Regions from separate parts of the Oryctolagus cuniculus genome. Here region 2 is linked to region 1. A link is a contact called in public Micro-C data. All regions are on one chromosome and are shown on one strand. Each heading gives the region's core, a stretch centred on a gene start, on an enhancer-like site or on the middle of the called end of the contact. The rest is flanking DNA. Distances are from core to core; before and after follow the strand shown. Region 1 holds the start of SFR1 (SWI5 dependent homologous recombination repair protein 1). Region 2 overlaps STN1 (STN1 subunit of CST complex).

Evidence for each region. A called contact is a pair of places that touch in the nucleus more often than the background predicts.
Region 2: a Micro-C map of ear pinna shows a contact between it and region 1, with 11 times the contacts expected there. The contact joins the enhancer-like site here to the promoter of SFR1 in region 1. A contact is called at or near these places in 3 of 6 Hi-C or Micro-C datasets (ear pinna, psoas muscle and an unstated tissue).

Annotation. Positions count from the first base shown.
Region 1 is chr15:25,897,261-25,903,299 of mOryCun1.1, forward strand. It overlaps SFR1 (SWI5 dependent homologous recombination repair protein 1), which reads right to left and starts at 1,304. Exons shown (of 4, transcript XM_008270482.4): 1 at 756-1,304.
Region 2 is chr15:26,177,682-26,184,567 of mOryCun1.1, forward strand. STN1 (STN1 subunit of CST complex) reads left to right here. Exons shown (of 10, transcript XM_008270474.4): 9 at 3,526-3,598. Among named protein-coding and RNA genes, the nearest start is that of SH3PXD2A, 36 kb to the right of the region's middle. Within about 2 kb of position 3,695, at least 1 of the 8 cell types and tissues checked has an H3K27ac peak or open chromatin away from gene starts, as enhancers often do. A contact at or near this core is called in ear pinna, where this site is marked.

The DNA of each region.
Region 1 (6,039 bases), core at 54-2,553:
GCTTGACTAGAACCAGGCGTTAAGAAACAAGAAAATATAAAGAAAAAAAAAAATCACGCCTGTCTGCACTTTCAGAGTAAAAGCGAACAGACACTGAAGAGGGAAGTCGACTGAAGCTGTCCCTTCCAACTCGGTGGGGTAGAACCAGAGAGGCGGCCACTCCCCTTTCCCCCATGCAGGGAGCCCGCCGGCCCTCCAGACACCCCAGGCCTGAGGGAGGGTCGAGGGCCCCCGACTGCGGAAAGGAACCTCTACCTGGCTTTTCAGCAAGCCCCCGAAGCCCAGCACTCAGACACCCCCCTGGGCCGAAGCACGCTACCGCCCTCCGCCAACCCCACAGCATTCAAACACCGCGCGGAGCCGCGGCCGTCAGCCGATGCAGCTCCAAGGGGCGGGGCCGCACGGGAGCGGAAGAGACTCCTGATTGGCTAGATTGATGCGCGCGAATCCGCGTGTCCGGAGACCCCTAGAGCGCGCGACCGCGAGCTTCCGCCAGGGAAGGTCATGTGGCGGGGCGGGGCCGAGTCGCGTGATTGGCAAGGTTGACGGGAACGCGCTGCCTCGCCCCGCCCGGCGTCCGGTCTGGCTCCGGAGTCGGGCTGAGAGCTTCGGGAGTAACTCATGGATCCTGAGGGGGCGCGCTGGCGTCCGCGGCGGCCCTTCCCGCTTCCTTGTTTCTGTGCGTCTGTGAAGTGCGCTCGCTTGTGTCCCCAGCTTCCGTTCTCCAGGCTCCAGCCCGTCTGGTCTGCGCTCACCTCAGCAAAGACTGTTTTCAGACGTGGCGGGGCCGAACGCCGCCCGGCTGGCTAGGAACTCAAGTCACAACTCTCAAGACCACGGAAGAGCAGCGTTGGGTTCCAGCCCTTGGGGAACAGGCTTGAGAGAAATCGACCCAGGGGTGCCGACACAGTCGGCCGAGCGGATCCCTAGCCCTCTGCTGCCACAAACTCGGTTTTCCAAGTTTTTTTAAATTCAAATATGAAGGGAGAGGAAGGCCAGCGCCACTTGTGGCGCAGTACAGGAAGCGCAATGCCCTATCCAGAACTCCGACGCTTCAGACAGAAGTGGCCGCGGCCGAGCGCAGGCCGAAAACCCCCTCGGCTTCCGGTGTGGCGCGGCTGTTGCTAGGCAACGGCGCCCGCCGCTCCGGGTGGGGCAGCCGAGCCGGCGCGGCGCTGAGCGACTTCTGACTCACGTGGAATCCGGGAAGTGTCCGGGCGGTGCGCTCAGTCCTCTTACGGAAGGGCCGTTGTAAACGGTGACACCGTCTCAACGACGTGATAAAAATGGCCCGGAAATAGCCAAAAGGAAATTTGAATCCTAAGCAAGCCAAGTATAAATAAAGAGCCCAAAGACAATCTAATGCAGTGATTAGCGGACGTAACCGCCCAAGTCACATTGTCGAACTCCACATCCCGGCGCTGTATTCTGTGTGCTTTCTACTGTGGTGTCCGTGTGCCTCGGTTTCCTGATCTGAAAATCGGGACAATTCCTGCCTCCTAGAGACTGGAGGATTAAATGGGAGCTCAGGAGAGGCAGCCACAGCAGTGCCAGGTAACTAAGAAGCGCTCACTGTTCTTTCATACGTGCAAATGCATTAATTAACCATCCCCAAACTGATTTAAAGGACTGCGTTACGTGAACTTTCATCCCTTTACTTAACTCTGCCCCCCAAAACAGAGATTTAAAAAATAAAGATGCCGTGATCTGTAAGATCCCACACGATTTAAACCATAAGTAGAAAACTTGCACATATAATTTATAGTATGTTATACCTCTAAATTTTTCAAAAATTATATAAATAGGGGCTGGTACTGTGGCGTATGGGTAAAGCCGCTGTCTGCAATGCCGGCATCCCATATGGGCACTGGTTCGAGTCCCGGACACTCCACTGCAGATCCAGCTGTCTGCTGTGGCCTGGAAAAGCAGTGGAAGATGGCCCAAGTCCTTGGGCCCCTGCACCACTTGGGAGACCTGGAAGGAGCTCCTGGCTCCTGGCTTCCGACCGGTGCAGCTCTGACCATTGCAGCCAATTGGCAATTGGGGAGTGAACCAGCAGATGGAAGAACTCGCTCTCGCCCTCTCTCTCTCTCTGCTTCTCCTTCTCTCTCTAACTCTTTCAAATAAATAAAAATCTTTAAAAATTATATAAATGTACAAAGTGAAAGCAAGAACTCATGCTGTTGTGATACAGTTATTCATCCCCCCAAGCTACAGGTCTCAAGTCTGTGCAATTATTTCTCCCTTCACTTATCCACTGGCACCAATTAGTCTCACTGCAAAACAGAACAGAATGATTTGTCCTGACACTGGCAGCACAATGCAGACTCTGCATGTTCTCTATTCCTCGAGGCATAAGGGTGAGTTGTTTTTATGAGTCCCTAAAACCAGCTGCTTTTATCATTACAACCTAACCGAGGGCTGTGTTTTTGCTGGCTGCATAAAGCAAAACAACAGCTTGCCTTGCAGATGTTCTGACTTGCTTTGTTATGTGAACTGGTACATCAAAATGGGGCTATTGGGCCAGATTTTAGAAGAATTTCAGAACAAATACTCAAAAGAACTTGTGTTTCAGAAATGTGCCTTTGTTGACCTACATCTCTGAATTTGATGAGTTGTTAGGATATACCCTCAATCCTCATAAATATGTTTGTATTTTACTTACTCTGATCACATATCAAATTAGAAACTCACCTTCTGCTTTCAGTTTGGTGTAAGAAATCTACAATATAGCTCCTATACTTTTTTAAAAAATATTTATTATTTATGTATTTTGAAAGGCAGAGTTACAGAAAGGCAGAGGCCAAGAGAGGTCTTCCATCTGCTGGTTCACTCCCCAAATGGCTGCAATAGCCTGAGCTGGGCCAACCCAAAGCCAGGAGCCAGGAGCTTCCTCTGGGTCTCCCACACAGTTGCAGGGGCCCAAGGACTTGGGCCATCTTCCACTGCTTTCCCAGGCCATAGCAGAGAGCTGGATCAGAAGAGGAGCAGCCAGGTCTCAAACCAGTACCCATATGGGATGCTGGCACTGCAGAGAGCAGCTTTACCCACTAATCTACAGCGCTGGTACTTTTCATTGTACCTTTAGATAAAGCCTAACACACACTTCCTTGTATTTAGGGACCTGGCATCTATAAACCTTGAAAGAGTTTGGTGTTTCTGACACAGGATGTTGTATGTTTCTCCTCATAATTTTCAGTACTACCACAGTGAGCCCAAAAGCAAAGATTCCTTACTCTCCCAGAAAAACTAATTTGAGCAATAGAATTCAATGATAGTAGTACTTCATATCAACCTCAGTCAGACTTTATGGGTATCTTTTTAAATTTATTCAATACCCAGGGTTACTGTTGGCCACATGTTACTCATCGGGGAGTGGTAAATACTGCTTCCCTTCTTGTCTGTGATGACTGTTGGTGGGATGATGATGTAGACTTAAAAATCCTTATGAGGGTTTTTTTTTAATTATTCTTTTTCAATGGCAAGAAAAAGGTTAGTGAATAGCCTCCCTCACCCCCATTTTTCAACACACACGTCACATACACACACACACACTTTTAAGCCACAAGTAAAATTACTGTTTTGGTAGATTAATTTTTTTTGAATTCTTGATTTAGGATGATTTTTTAATCTGCATCTCAGAATGATCTAAATTCCAGTCCATAGATTTTTCTGTATTGATGAAAATTTTGGCTCATATAGCTAGTATCCGCAGGTATTTTTTAAACAAATGTATAAATATAAACTCCTAAAACTAGGATTAAAATCCACTTGGGTGAGGAATCTCCATGTGTAAATCTGTGTAAATCTCCACGATTAAGTTGATTTATAATTTTCATTAAAACAAACCAACTGAATTTTTTTTATAAATGTATTTCTCTCTTTTTTATTTTTTATTTATTTATTTTTTGACAGGCAGAGTGGACAGTGAGAGAGAGAGACAGAGAGAAAGGTCTTCCTTTTGCCGTTGGTTCACCCTCCAATGGCCACCGCGGCTGGCGCGCTGCAACCCCCCCCCCCCCCCCCCCCCCCGGCGCACCACGCCGATCCAATGGCAGGAGCCAGGTACTTCTCCTGGTCTCCCATGGGGTGCAGGGCCCAAGCACTTGGGCCATCCTCCACTGCACTCCCGGGCCACAGCAGAGAGCTGGCCTGGAAGAGGGGCAACAGGGACAGAATCCGGCACCCCGACCGGGACTAGAACCCGGTGTGCCACCGCCACAAGGCGGAGGATTAGCCTAGTGAGCCGCGGCGCTGGCCACCAACTGAATTTAATACAAATTTTTGACACTCAGAAGAAAATCTAAATTTTTTAAACATTCAATATTTCTATGACATTGTATATAAACAGATTGTCTTAAAAAACTCTTTCTCTTGCCATGAATTCAAGTCATGTCTTATAGACCTATATATTATAAAGAGGTGTTCAATGTTTTGTTATTTCATAAATTTCCCTTTGAGAACAGTTGACAAACTATTTCTGTTCCTTTCTTTGTAACCTAACCATCTCATATAGAACTCCAAAATGTGTAATTGCTTCACAACTGATGAAGACTTTGTTACCAAAGGGTAACCTTTGTGGGTTAACTGATTAATATTGTTGAGCCAAGTTAAGCAGAAGAGAATTTAATTTTCAACCCCAAAATGAGAGTCTTTGACTTAGCCGATTCATATGCCTGAGAGATTGTCTGAGTACGATGGTTACTTAGGACATGGAGGTTTGGGGAAGGCCAGTATCATTAGTGCAATAAAACCTTTCCTTCTCCAGGAAATTGAAAATTTATATAAAAACTAATATCCACTGGACAAGAACCCAAAGAGCTCCCTCCCTTCGCCTGAAGTTCCTGTCCTTTTATTCTACCAGATCTGGAAGTTTGTCAAATCCATTAAAGACTAGAGAAGCAAAAGTGTCTGTGATTCACTGCTCTAGCTGGGTGTGTTCCCTTGGAGAAGAATGGAGTGATTCAGGTTAGATTAATAACGGTGAGAGAAGAGATAGGGTGTGTGGAGGTGGGTGGTGGCATAGGAGTTAGTTTGGGAAAAGGTAATGGAAAGAAAAGTACTGCTCACGGCCACATCCTTCTCAGATGCTTTATTAACTCAGAAATGTCACTCCTCTGTTCATTTGGAGAAGAAAAGGCATTAGATGTCAGCAAATCCTTAAGCAACAGAACATGTCTTATAATCATCTTTGACCACCTTGAAGTTTGAGAGATAACAACCCCCAAGCTAATTCCACAGTATTGAAATCTGTTTGAAGTGCCGGCAAACACAACTCCGTTTTCTACCCTTGCCTCTCATTACTGTTTCAGTCCTGAGGGTGTAAAATGTTTCCTTTTGGTGATGTTTTTTCAGATGGAGCAGCAAGAATGTCTGACGATGCCAAGAAAAGGAGCGTGAGGTCATTCTACCATATTCTGTGATACCATTGAGCCTTTGGCTCCACTCTTCCACTCCTCAACAAACTTAGATACAAAGTATAATAGCAGAAATTTGGGGGCTCAGTTCAGGATCCCAGAACTGATTACAACTAAATCCCTTTACCACCACCCCACCAATGAGGAGAAAACCCTAGATCCTCAATGCTAAGGCAGCAGAAAATGTCTTAGATTTCTACCACCAACTTTATTTTCTTCAAGAAAAAAATCAATCTTTCTTATATTTTCCAATTTAAAGAAATAATGAAACCTTGCTGTATAAAAGGGAGATTGAGATCTTTCTTTTAACATGTGTTATATGACTGACCTGTATTCATTATCCTAGAACTGCTTTTTGTCTATTTTTGTATTAGACTTTCTTTTTTTATCTGTTCCTTCTTAGCTGTATTTTTTGTTTTGTTTAAGGTATATAAATTTCATGTATTTCATGTATACAGATGTAGAGCATAGTGATACCTCCTACTCCACCCTCCCTTCCATCCATGATCCCAGACTACCTCCTCCTTCCTCTCCTATTCTCTCTCTTAATTTTTACAATACCCTACTTTCAGTTTACTTTATACTCATAAAATTAACTTTACACTAAATAATGAGTTCAACA
Region 2 (6,886 bases), core at 2,445-4,944, 280 kb after region 1:
TTAGCAAGAGCTGGTTTAGGAGTGGAGCAGCCGGAATGTAAATATACCAAGTGGTAGTTTAACCCACTGTGCCACGCCAGCCCCACAAGTATATTTGTTGCTTAAAAATACCTACTTACTGCTTTCAAAATCTTTTTTTTTTTTTTTTGACAGGCAGAGTGGACAGTGAGAGAGAAAGAGACAGAGAGAAAGGTCTTTCTTTTGCTGTTGGTTCACCCTCCAATGGCCGCCGCGGCCGGCGCGCTGCAGCCGGCGCACCGCACTGATCCAATGGCAGGAGCCAGATACTTACCCTGGTCTCCCGTAGGGTGCAGGGCCCAAGTACTTGGGCCATCCTCCACTGCACTTCCCTGGCCACAGCAGAGAGCTGGCCTGGAAGAGGGGCAACTGGGACAGAATCCGGCGCCCCGACCGGGACTAGAACCCGGTGTGCCGGTGCCGCAAGGCGGAGGATTAGCCTAGTGAGCTGCGGCGCCGGCCTCAAAATCATTTTTAAGGGAGGTGCGTAAACTCAGAAGTGAAGGCTGGTTTTTATTTTCCCCTGGGGTGCCTTTTACTGACACTCATCTGTGCTTCACAAATGCACACAGGTGCACATGTGTGCCTGTGGCAAGACATGTAATCGTCGTCTACATCAAGGCTCGGCACTCTTTGGGTCCCAGGACTGATGGTTGTGGGGCCTGACCTGTGCAGTGGAGGACGTAGAGCAGTAGCTGAGACATTGCCACGTGTCCCTGAGGCAGTTAAGAACCACTGCTGGAAATAACATGAGCTCCTTCTTTTGGTTCCAGGAGAGCTCACCCCAGGTAGTTTTCTACTCCCAGGCTCCCTCACTCTTCTGAATGCCTTCCTCCATCCTGTGGGGGACTTGCCATCAATGTATTAGCCATTCCTTTGTGATGGACACTTAAGACGCTTCTAGCCTCTGCTATCACCAAGGTGGCCACACCTGCACGTGCTCTCTGTGAGTGTGCATCAGTGTTGGTGTACCATGGACTGTTCGAGGAAGAGGCGCAGGAGCACAGGGCCTGTGTGTTTAAGCTTTCAGTGAGCACCGTCTGAACATCCTCAGGCCATGCAGGTGACACTGCACCCAGTGCTTACTGGCCTCGTTCTGTGCACACACCTTTAATATTGAAGGAGCCACGCTGAAGATGGGCCTGGGCCAGCGCCACAGCTCAATAGGCTAATCCTCCGCCTTGCGGCACCGGCACACCAGGTTCTAGTCCCAGTCGGGGCACTGGATTCTGTCCCGGTTGCCCCTCTTCCAGGCCAGCTCTCTGCTGTGGCCTGGGAGTGCAGTAGAGGATGGCCCAAGTGCTTGGGCCCTGCACCCCATGGGAGACCAGGAAAAGCACCTGGCTCCTGCCTTCAGATCAGCGCGGTGCGCCGGCCGCGGCGGCCATTGGAGGGTGAACCAACGGCAAAAGGAAGACCTTTCTCTCTGTCTCTCTCACTGTCCACTCTGCCTGTAAAAAAAAAAAAAAAAAAAAAAAAAAAAAAAAAAAAAAAAGATGGGCCTGCTCAGGACCACTGAGCTAGTCGCCCACATGTGGCTTGTGTGGCTTTTGTTCCCTGTGATCCTCTTAGAGACAGGGGAAGCCAAGCAAGGCCCCCGGGGCAGCTTTCCCTAACACGCATTTTCTGGTACTGGTTGACCCTAGAGAGTCCTCGTTTGAGAGGTTTTTAGAGTTGAGCTGTGTCTCAATGACTTCTGGAAGAAGGTGAGTGTGGCGCACCCTGTCCCGGGAGGAGGAGAGGTTGGGGTTCGCTGCCTCACGCTTGTGTGAGCCCCCTGGGACACGCCTTTCTGCAGGGCCACAGGCAGCAGCCAGGGCGAGGTGTGGCAGGGCTGGGCACTTCCTCCTATGAATCACCGTGAGTTGGAATGGGGTGATGAGGCAGGCCTAGATCTCCTGCCCTCTCTGGCTTCACTCCTGCCACCAGTGCCTGCCTCCGGGAAGGGCCTGTCGTGCTGTGTAAATACTTGTGCTTCCACAGGGCTTGCCAGCTCTCAGAGGCTCTCCCACACTGCTTGTTGAATCTTCACCCTAAGCTTGTGAGTTGAGAGAAGGCAGTGTTGCCACTGTCCCTGCTGTGTAAGTCAGGAGGCAGGCCTTCTGGGCTCTGAAGTAGAATCATAACGCTTGGCTTGAAGCTGGTTTTCATGTTTTGTTCCTCCCTTTCTCTTTCTCTCTCTCACTCACTCACCCCTATTCCTGTTACCCTCTGGTCTATTCCTTTTTTTGTTGTTGTTATTAGATTGACTTGAATTTGAGGGTGAAGCCCAAAGGATTGCTGCTTCCCTCTTTTCTGAACTTCTTGAGAAGGAAACATGGTTACACCTGCCTTTGAGGGCAGAGTATGGTGGTGGATAAGCTGGATTCACTCCCTTGCTAGCTTTTCCTGACAGTTTTTTGTTGTTGTTTGTTTGTTTTCCCATATGGGTAGAAGGAAGAAAACGAAATATTAGACAGGGATGGGCACTGAGCAGTTAAGGTGTGTGTTCCATATCAGAGTACCTGGATTTGAGTCCCAGCTCCAGCTCCTGATTCTAGCTTCATTGCTCATGTGCACCCTGGGAGGCAACAGCGATGGCTCAAGTAGTTGGGTTTCTTTTTTTTTTTTTTTTTTTTTTTTTAATTTTTGACAGGCAGAGTGGACAGTGAGAGAGAGAGACAGAGGGAGAAAGGTCTTCCTTTGCCGTTGGTTCACCCTCCAATGGCCGCCGCTGCAGCCGGCGCACCGCACTGATCCGATGGCAGGAGCCAGGATCCAGGTGCTTTTCCTGGTCTCCCATGGGGTGCAGGGCCCAAGCACCTGGGCCATCCTCCACTGCACTCCCTGGCCATAGCAGAGAGCTGGCCTGGAAGAGGGGCAACCGGGACTAGAACCCGGTGTGCCGGCGCCGCAAGGTGGAGGATTAGCCTATTGAGCCACGGCGCCGGCCCATCAAGTAGTTGGGTTTCTGCCGTCCACTTGGGAGACCTGGATTGGACTCATGACTCCCAGCCCTGGCTGCTTCAGGGATTTGAGCAGCAAACCAGTGGATGAGAATGCACAACCACTTGCATGCTCTGTGTGCATGTGTGTGTGTGAGAGAGATTCTGAAATAAATCAAAAGTTTAACTCTGTGAGACAGGGCCAAGAAAAGGGAACTTGGAATAATAGACTGGAGGTTTGGATCACTATGTCTTCTTTAAAAACATAAAAGCAAGCCAGAGCACTTGTAAGGGTGTGTCATGAGTGTTTAAAAGGAAAGAAGCTCCTTCCAAGTGCAGAATTCCAGGTGTTCTTTCTGTCTTGGCCCTAGTGAGCCAGCTCTGGGCCAGCCACAGAGCTGTGAGCTGCGCAGGACAGAACTGGTTTGACAATAGGCCAACTATGGAAAGCCACATGGTTCACGTCAGGAAGATAATTGTTATAAAACCTTTAGAAACTACTCTAAATGCCGATGTGGGAGTCTGGAAGCCACAACTGTGGTGTTATCTCAGAACTCTTCTCTGCACTATTTTTCCTACTTAGGTAACCAGAGAAGACAAGGACCTGCATAGAAAGATCCACCAGATCATCCAGGAAGACTGCCAGAAACCACACTGTAAGTGGCGCCATGCAGAGAGGGCCCTTGGTGCACTGGAAGGGAATGCACACTCCCAGGGGCAGGGGAGGAAGAGTCTAGAGGCCTGGGGCTTGTCCCCTTAGTGCTGTGGCAAGGTGGTGGTCAAGGCCTGTGCCCTCTCTCAGCTTTGGTTGTCTCCTCTCTGGGGTGAACGTTAGACTAGCACAGTTCTGATCTTGGGCTGCGCATGAGGGTCAGCCTCAGAGCTCTTTTAAACACTTAGTGCCCAGGTTTCTCCCCTGGGGATTCTGATTCTGTAGGGATCGAGGTGGGGGCTGGAAGGCAGCCTCCTTTGGTGATCTTGCTACTATGAGGAAAGCCACTGCACTGGACCGGCTCATGCCTTTCTCCTTCTCATGTCTTCTCTGAGTTGTGTGATTTTGTGTTCCATGCTTGTCTGTGTCTGTGTCCACAAATGTGACATTTCCCTGTTCTGGCATCAAGAAATGTTAGGAGTAGCCTGGTGTTAGAAGTAGTCCTAGACGCACAGTTTGTGAAAGGTCTAATTCAGTCATCTTGGAAACTGCGAATTTACAAAAGCTGTTTGAAAATAGTTGGTTTAGTGAAGTTAGGTCAGCCCCTAGTGGTTAGACACACAAACTGCAGCCACTCTCACAACACAAACACTGGTTAGGAGCAGAGAACATCACTCCTATCTTTAAATCTGCCAGCCCTAAAGGTGACTTTTCAAAGTCCACCTTTTGCAAACATACACTAACAATGAGTGTTGACACAGTCCACAACTGATGGGAGAAAGGAAGTGGAAAGGTTTGTTAATGACCCCAGCTCCTACTCCGCCTTCCGGTCCTTTCAGCCCATCCATCCCTTGGGCATGGTCCTGCCCCAGGCTGTCAGTGGGTGGGGCTGGGCCAGGTCTCCAGCCCTGGTGTTTGTAACCTGATGAAATCAGATCCCAGATCGTGTGACAAGATGCCTTAAAACAAACTCAGGGCATGCTGTAAGTTAATGCAGTGAATTACTGTTGTTCCTTTCACTCAGAAAAATAAAAGCAAATTGAAGGGAAATCCCAGCTACCCAGACACACAGGAGCTTCGGAGAGCGGTGCGGCGGTGGTACTCTTTGGCCCACAAGGAATGGGAGATGCTCCCCTCCCCAGCCCTGCCAGATGCTTACTTTGATCCACTCTAGGACAAAACGGATGAAAGCCCAGGGCCTGGGGTGGAAGTGAAAGGAACTCATCTCTTAGGAGAACCTGGCCCAGAGCTGTTAAGGTGGCAGGTGTAGTGTCCACCCGACCAGCCACTGTTGGCAGTGACGGTGCAGAGCAGGCGGGCCTGGCCCTGCGGCGCAGTCTGTACGCAGGATCCTGAGAGCTGCCAGCCCGTCACCCGGCACTCGGCAGCTGCTGGAGCTGAGTTGTAAAGCCCAAGTCCTGTGGGTGCTGATAAAAGGAACATGCTGTAACCACTCTCCATAATGCTGCACCCTATGGCAGTAACAAATCATGCTGAATAGCAGTGTACACGTCCCTTAAAAAGCCCCAGTGCAGAAATGCACACGGAAAAGGCAGGCTCCCAGCGCTGAGCCGCAGGCCGTTTCCCTTCCTAAAGGCAGTGGTGGTTGCTAGTTTCTTCCATATCCTTCTGGAAATGCCATATGCACTTAAAACGTAATTTGTATAGGAAGTAAACACTGGTGTGCAGTACACGTTGTCCCTCAGCTGGTACTTCAGAGCTGACCACAGCTTCTAGAGCACTGGCTCCAGAACCCAGAAAATTAGCTCCGTCTTGCTGAGGGCCACACAGTATTCCAGTTCACCATTTCCTGAACCGTCCCTGCTGGGCCTTTAGTCCGTTTCTAACCTTTCACGCAAAGAAGCATTGAGCTTTTCCTTCTCAAGATGCTGGGTCAGTGGACTTGACATCTGCAGTCAGTGTCCGACTTCTCAGCAGGGCTAAAGCTGCGGTTGGAAGGTGAAGCACAGATCAGGCTCAGGCCGGTCTTGGGGAGCTGCGCTCTTATCTGAATCCCAGCTCTGCCACTCTGTGGCTGTGTGACCTTGGGCAAGTCTGTGTCTCAGGCTCTTTGTACGCAAAATGGGGATAACAGCAGTGCCTGCTTGATGGGTTATGAGGAGAAGTCAGTGGATTGGTGTTTATAAAGCTATGAGATGAATGAGACAAATGAGAAGGGCTGGAAAGGGTTAAATAAGATGAAGTTGTGTTTCCTAAAGGCCCAGCTATTGGCCTTGACTCCCTAGCCCAAAGGCCCGGAAGTCTCCTTCTCCCTCTGCTTGTTTTGATATTGATCTGGAAGGAAGCAGTTGCAGATAGAATCTGTGTGTGCATTTTGCTCTATAATTGTTGAGCTGAAGTTAAAACAGTCTGGATTTTGGCTTTAAGTACGGTTATAACAAAAATTTCCAAAAAGGCTTCCACATTGAAGAAGTCTTTGTTAAAAAATTTTATTTACTTATTTGAAAAGCAGTTTCACACACACACACACACACACACACACACGCATACACGGGCCAGGGGGGGCAGTATTTCATCTGCTGGTTCATTCCCCAAAGTCCATAATTGCAAAGGCTGAGCCAGGCCAAAACCAGGAACCTGGAGCTCCACCCAGGTCTCCCACATGGGTGGCAGGAACCCAAGCACTTGGGCCATCCTTTGCTGTGTTCCCAGGCATATTAGCAGGGAGCTGGATCAGAAGCAGAGCAGCCAGGACTGGAATTGGTGCCCATATGGGATGCTGGCATCAGAGGCAGTGGTTTAACCAACTACGCCACAATGCCGGCCCCCAAAGATGTGTTTTTACCCGCAACTTGTTGTTCTGAAAATGTTCCAACCCATAGAAAAATTGAAAGGCTAGTATAGTAAACAGTCATATACCCTTTGCCTGGATTTATTATAAGAAGTTTAGGTTGTATTTTCTAAGCCTAGGGGCTTTCTCCTGTCATTTTAAAACAAAGGAAACTGGCATTTGATGAGTTCTAAAATGGCAGGATTTTACTAGATGATTACTTTATACGATTGGCTTCTCAGAAAGGCGGGTGTTTGGCCTAATGGTTAAGATGCCTGTTAAGATACCTGAATCCTTTAACAGAGTACCTGGGTTTGGTACCCACCTCTAACTCCTGACTTCAGTTCCTGCTAATATGGACTGTAGGAGTTAAGCAGTTCAGTTCCTGCCACCCACATGGGAGACCCGAATTGAATTCCTAGCTCCCAGCTTCAGACCAGCCAGGGCATTTAGAGAGTGAGCCATTGGATGGAAGCTCTTTTGTCTCCCTGTCTCTCAAAT